Regions from separate parts of the Sus scrofa genome. Here region 2 is linked to region 1. The links are chromatin contacts, called in public promoter capture Hi-C maps. All regions are on one chromosome and are shown on one strand. Each heading gives the region's core, a stretch centred on a gene start, on an enhancer-like site or on the middle of the called end of the contact. The rest is flanking DNA. Distances are from core to core; before and after follow the strand shown. Region 1 holds the start of SFSWAP (splicing factor, suppressor of white-apricot homolog). Region 2 holds the start of RAN (GTP-binding nuclear protein Ran).

Region 1 (3,243 bases), core at 505-3,004:
AAGATCTCCAACAGCCTTCTGAAGCAGAGAATGCTGAACTATCCTCATTTTACAGATGAGAAAACTGAGACTCAGAAAGAGAAGAGGACTGGGAGTTAACTCAGGGCCTTATCCCACTTCCGGAAACCAAGGAAATTGCCAGGTGAGCCTAGCAACCCCAAGATCAGCACATGTTCAGGAGTAACCAAGAGGGGGGCTTATCAAGTAACCAAGGGAGGTACAGCAGATCTCCTCGGTGGAAGACATTTGCCTGGTCATGCTCAGCTCCTGGGCCACTTATTCTACAGATATGGATCAGTATTTGGCCCATTGTGTGCCAGGCTTTTCTAGACACTGGGGATGCTCGGGTGATCCCAACAAAACCCTGCTCCCCTGAAGCTAATCCTAACGAGGGGCTACTCGCAGTGTGTAACAGGGGTGCTGGGGAGTGCTGCAAAGGCAGAGAGAAACAGTGAAGGAAAACTCTATATAGCGTAGACAGCTACAGCCAGTCTGAGTTAACAGCTGGATCTGGATGAAGAGCCTGTCACATGAAAAGCCAGAAGGGTGACCCAGCCAGAGAAATCAGAAGAGGGAAGGCCCCTAGAGAGGAAACCACCTGTGGCTTAATCTTTTAAAACCTATTAACGTTTATTATATACCTTATCTCAGTTCAACCTTACTAGCAGAAAGGCGTGTCATTATTTTATGGAGAAGGAACATGGCCCGCAAAGGCAAATGACTATCTCACCCCCAGAGATTTTGGCCCCAGAGTAGAAATGGAGCTCTGGTCCCTAAGTCAGTGCCTTTGCAAGCTGGCCCCTTGACTGAGGCCGAACTTTGGAGGCTGAGCTAAAAGAGCTGGAAAGCTCCTAATGGAACCGCAGGTGGAAAACCGAGGCCAAGCGTTCCCGTTGTGGCTCAGAGGAAAGGAATCTGACTAGTATCTACGAGGATGCAGGTTCTATCCCTGGCCTCGCTCAGTGGGTTAAGGATCCAGTCTTGCCAAGAGCTGTGGTTTGATTGCAGACGCGGCTCAGATCTGGCGTTGCTGAGGCAGCAGCGTAGGCTGGAGGCTACAGCTCCGATTCCACCCCTGGCATGAGAACCGCCATAAGCTGCAGGTGTGGCCCTAAAAATACAAATAAAAAAAGCAAAAAGAAAATAGAAGAAAACCGACGCCAAAGAGGAACTACCTAGCCAAGTCACCCGGCATCCAACTGACTGGCATCAAAGAACTGGGTCCCCACCACCTCCCCTCAACACTTTTCTCCCATGGGGGTCCCAGGACCCCAAGATCCATCACCACGAGGAGCTTCACGACTTACTAAGCTTTCTGACTTACACTCAGGAAACCTTCCGAGGGAAGCGAGACAGGGAGCGTGACCCCCAGGACCAGGGCTTAGAAAAGCCATGTGACTCATCCCAGGGCCTTGTCGGTGCCCTGGGCTCCAGAGCCCCCGACCCCACGGCCTCCAGCCCCCAGAGCACCCGATCCCATGGTACCCCGGCCCCAGAGCCCCAGACCCCACGGCCTCTGGGCCCCAGAGCCCCCATCCTCACGGCCCCAAGGCCCCAGGGCACCCGAAATAACACCCCCGCCCCAGCGCGCATGGGTCCAGGGCCGGAGCCGGCGGCAGGGAACAGGAAACCTCGCCCAGGAGCGGAGAGTATCCGCCCCACCAAGCCGCTCACGGGTCCTAAACACCCATCCTCCTTCCGCCCAGCGCGGGGACCTGCCCGGTTGCAGGCGGCGCGGAATCCGACGCCGCGCTTTCGCTACCGCTCCGGACGGCCGTCTGAGAAAATCAACACTAAAAACCCGCTCTTCCCTGATAACAACAGCCCCTAACGTGGTGGCGCCTCCGAATGCGAAAGGCTCAAGACAAATATTTTCTAGCGGCGCAAACGGCTCCGGTGAGAGAGCGAATCTGCCGAGTCTGCTCGCCGGAAGTAGGGACGCCCCTCTCCGGAAGTTGCGCTCCCTCCATTTTGTTGCCCGCTATGGCGGCGGTGTCGAGGTTGGGGCCGGGATGCGGCGCTTTTGACTGAGGGGGTAGGCCAGGCGGAGGCATCGGGGATATCGGCGCGGCGCAGAAGACAACCAGCCTGGACGCCGGGGACGCTGTCATGTACGGCGCTAGTGGAGGCCGCGCCAAAACCGAGAGGAAAAGCGGCGTGAAGGAGGAGGCCGGGCCCGGCGGTGCCGGCGGTGGGGGGAACCGAGTGGAGCTGCTGGTCTTCGGCTATGCCTGCAAACTGTTCCGAGATGACGAGCGGGCCCTGGCCCAGGAACAGGGACAGCACCTCATCCCCTGGATGGGGGACCACAAGATCCTCATCGACAGGTCGGTTCCACCCCCCACCCGCCGGTCCTCCCCTTCCCTCGCCCGCTTGATTTCGTCTGATGTTGACTTGATGGCCAGGACTGAAAAGGGGTTTTCTGGAGCCATCGGGGATCTGGGGGACACCCCCCCTCCCCTGTCCCCGCATCCTCCTGGCTTTTGTGGGGGGGGGATGGTGAAACCTGCCCTAAGGCACTGGCTGGAGCTGCGTGCCGCGTCTGTCGCCGGAGGTAACCGTCTCTGCTCCCGCAGCGCCCCGCGACCTCTCACCCTTGTCGCTGGGTTGCAGTTGCCACCCTGGGCAATGGGGGCTGCCCGGGCCCTGGGCCTCTCCTGACCAGGTCTCTGGGCCCTCCGCGCTCCCACAGTTCGGTGTGGTGGGAGGGCAGCCCGAAACGCCGCACGCTGATGCCGCAGTTAGGAACTTCTTGGACCCCAAGAGTTCTATACCCCCAGCGGTCTGTGTGGAGCGCCAGTATTTTGCCGGCTTGACTCCCCCCCATCCCCCGCCCCAGACTCCTCCCCTATCCTGTGTTAATCGGATGAGTTTGACAGATACAGGCTGGAGGTGAAGTTGCCAATCAGTTGGAGGCCAGTTGACTTCGTGCAGACCCTGGCCTTGCTCTTAGAGGTAGCGTTCTTAGGGCTGGTTTCACTGTCTCTTAAAACTGAAGGGTGGACCTGGGATACAGATGTGTTCTTTTCAAATCAAACATGTCTTAGGTAATCACCCTAGAGGGTGTTTAGTCACTTTGGGCAGAGGGGTCCCAAGACTGGGATTTCTAAAGATGTTTGATTTGAAAAGGATGACAGTTACATGATGTAGGTTGTTTGCTCCCCTCCCCTCCCATGTTTTCAGTCCCCCCTCTGTTCCTTCTTGGGAGTTTTGTTTGTTGGTTTGGTTTGTACCGATTTGGCA
Region 2 (3,243 bases), core at 528-3,027, 720 kb before region 1:
TGTGAGCTGTGGTGTAGGTCGAAGACACGGCTCGGATTCCACGTTGCTGTGGCTCTGGTGTAGGCCGGTGGCTACAGCTCTGATTCGACCCCTAGCCTGGGAACCTCCATGTGCCGCGGGAGCGGCCCAAAGAAATAGCAAAAAAACAAAAACAAAAACACAAAAAATAAATAAATAAATTTTAAAAAGCTGTACAGGAAACTCACAGTATAAGTTTATTTATACATTTTCCTATCAATGGACATTTACATAAAATTAATCTTTTGTTATTATCATATGGCAGGGAGCATTGGGATAACTTATCTCCTTGGGCATATGTGTGAGTTGAACTCTAGGGCATCTCCCTAGAAATGGAAATAGATGGTCATGAGCTATGGACATTAATGTGTGTTTTATTCCATTCTACTCTCCCAAGAGGCCAAACCAATTTACACTCTCACCAGGGGCATCAGCTCTACTTGATGTTTTCGTGGGGGGTGTCTAGGGAGTCCTCAGACTTGACTTTGCAGCAGGCATGTGCTCAGATGTGCTGTGTCCAATATATCACGAGTTCCCAGTAGACTAGCCTGCAAGTATGCTCAGGACTATGTGGCTAACTCCTTGGTCATTTGGGTTCTCTTTGCTCTGAGAAGAGTCCCCAAGGTGGAATCTTTTGAGGAACTTGGCTATCCTGATATGCTTGCTTGGGGAGAGGGGATCAACATATCAGTTTGAGGAGTTCCTTGTCGTGGCTCAGTGGTTAACGAATCAGACTAGGAACCATGAGGATGTGGCTTCAATCCCTGGACTTGCTCAGTGGGTTAAGGATCCGGTGTTGCCGTTAGCTGTGGTGCAGGTTGCAGAGGTGGCTCGGATCCTGCTTTGCTGGGGCTGTGGCGGAGGCGGGCATCTACAGCTGCGATTAGACCCCTGGCCTGGTAGACCCCTGGCCTGGGAATCTCCATAAGCGTTGGGAGCGGCCCTGAAAAAGGCAAAAAGACAAACAAAACCATATCAGTTTGAGAATCTGTGGCTGTTCAGACAAATGCCAAAACCTGGCCTTTAGATTTACGATGTGAGGTGGGAGGGCTCCGTTTGGCCAACGGCTTTGCTCAAAGCAAGTGAATGGGAATAACCAACACTTGTTGAGTTTGAGGTGTACCTCATTTTCTCTCTTGGACAATGGCCACAGGTGGATATGCCCTGGAGAATTAAGTTCTATGAGTGCACAGTTCTTGTCTGGACCCTTGACAGCCTTACCCTCACAAGAGTCTGGAACCTAAATACTCAATGACTGGAACCTAAATACTCAATGACTGCATGCCTGTTTGTCTCAGAAGAGCTGCCAAGGTGGAAACACTACATTGCATCATCCTGTTTGCAGAATAGGGCCACAAAGGCTGCTGACCACTTAGATGCTCAGAGAAAAAAGTGACTGGCATTTCAGGATGGGAAAGACATTGGTCTTTGCTTCTTTTACTCTCCAGAAGGTCCTTACTGAGATGGGGGTGAGGGTCAAGGGCAGGGGCCAGAATACCGGTGGGTGGGGGTGGGGCAGCACGCACCCCAACATGGCGCCCGCTCGGGGCCTGCGGTGCCGCGTTCGTACAGCTGCGAGGGGGGGGGGGGTCAAAGGCTTTGTGTGGGCCACCCCGCGAGTTTCCCGCCCAAGGGGGCCTCGGCCCTCTCCTCCCAGCTCTGTTCCCGCGGCGGCAACAGGGCGCGCCGCGTCGCTGTCAGCGCATGCGCGCGCGGGAACCCGCCCTCTAGGCTGGCGCACGTGGCCCGGCAGCCCGACGTGCGTGCGCGCGACCGCCGGGCCTCCCGCGTCCGGGGCTCCGGGAGCCTCTCCCTCCTGGACGACGGGTGCGGCCGCCAAAGCTGTGCTGTGTGCGTGTGCGCGCGCGCGCGCGCGCCGGGCCACGTGGGAGCGGCGCGGCGCCGTTGCCCCGCCCTCCCCCGGCGCGCGCCGGCGTCGTCTGCGTCTCCGGGCATTTGAATTGCGCTTCCGCCATCTTTCTAGCCCTCAGTCAGACGGGCGCGGAGACGCTTCTGGAAGGTAGCGGGGCAAGGGTGGAGGCCGAGGAGCCAAGGCGGGGATGGGGGGGTCGGGGCGTCCCGGTGGCTGTGGCTAGCGGCAGCCATGAGGAGGTGGTTTCGCGGGGCCTAGGTGTCAGGTGGAAAGCTCTCTTTCCTGGCCGCGGAGGCCCCGGGCCGGCGCCGGAACCCGGGCCGCAGTGGGCCGGGCGGGCGGAGAGGGTCCCCGGGGCGGCCAGGCGGAGGGGAGATCGGGCTGGAGGGTCCTGGCGGGGGCCAGGGGCGGCTGGGCCTGGTTGTGCTACCGTGACCAGGCGCTTTCCGCGCCCCGGTCTCCGCGCCGAGCGAGCCTCCCTTTCGCCCGGCCTCCGCGCCGACTGGGCGCGCGCCGGGCCCCGGCGGCCGGAGGAGCCCGGCTGAGGAGCAGCGCCGCCGTCGCCATTGGCGCGCCCTCGGCCGCCCGCGTGCGGTGTCGGGGGAGGGGGAGTGGGCGGCGGGGCTCCGGGTTGGAGGCCTTTGTGGGCCCGGGCACGTGGGGCGGGTCGGGCCATGCGGCCCGCGCCGCTGTGCAGCGGGCCTCACTTCTTTCTCCTTCTCTCGCAGTAACATCACGATGGCTGCCCAAGGAGAGCCCCAAGTTCAGTTCAAAGTAGGTAATCCTCGTGAGTTGGGGATCTGCTGCTGTGGACCTGAGGAGGGGATCTGCGGGGGGGGGGGGCTCTTGTCCAAACGGGTTTCACAGGGTCTCCTTTATGACCGCAAACCTGTGTCGAAGGCCCACTTCGTCTGCCAACATGTTCGTGCCGCGGCAGGGCCTTCAGCCCCCCGATAACGGGGTGGGGGTGCTGGCCCCACCCTACGGATAGGGAAGCTGGGCAAGGGAAGTTTCATTGGCTCCAGTCATTCATTAATATGGGACAGGGCAGCTTCATTAAGATTCTTTGTTTTAAATATACTTAAGGGATATTTAAAGTTCTGTTATGTAAGTGCAATGGGTGTCCATAAAATCTTAACTACATAATTCTGAGATCCTGAAATGTTGCGTGTCTTGGTGTTTATTTCAAAAATGTCTTTCGACAGCTTGTATTGGTTGGTGATGGTGGTACTGGGAAAACTACATTCGTGAAACGTCATCTGACTGGTGAATTTGAGAAGAAGTATGTAGGTACGTAGGGGAAAACCATTGATGAAGATGTGTGCGAAATGGATGAGTTCAGCGACTAACTG

The links. Promoter capture Hi-C pulls out the DNA fragments that hold promoters and counts their contacts.
Region 2: a contact with region 1 is called in a promoter capture Hi-C map of liver, with 8 times the contacts expected there. The contact joins the promoter of RAN here to the promoter of SFSWAP in region 1. A contact is called at or near these places in 2 of 5 promoter capture datasets (fetal skeletal muscle and liver) and 2 of 2 datasets of contacts at active chromatin or transcription factors (alveolar macrophages and skeletal muscle).

The regions. Positions count from the first base shown.
Region 1 is chr14:23,592,763-23,596,005 of Sscrofa11.1, reverse strand. SFSWAP (splicing factor, suppressor of white-apricot homolog) reads left to right here and starts at 1,754. Exons shown (of 18, transcript XM_003132856.4): 1 at 1,754-2,327. The coding sequence starts at 2,110.
Region 2 is chr14:24,316,558-24,319,800 of Sscrofa11.1, reverse strand. It overlaps RAN (GTP-binding nuclear protein Ran), which reads left to right and starts at 1,777. Exons shown (of 7, transcript XM_021072701.1): 1 at 1,777-2,038; 2 at 2,620-2,665; 3 at 3,097-3,181. The coding sequence starts at 2,630.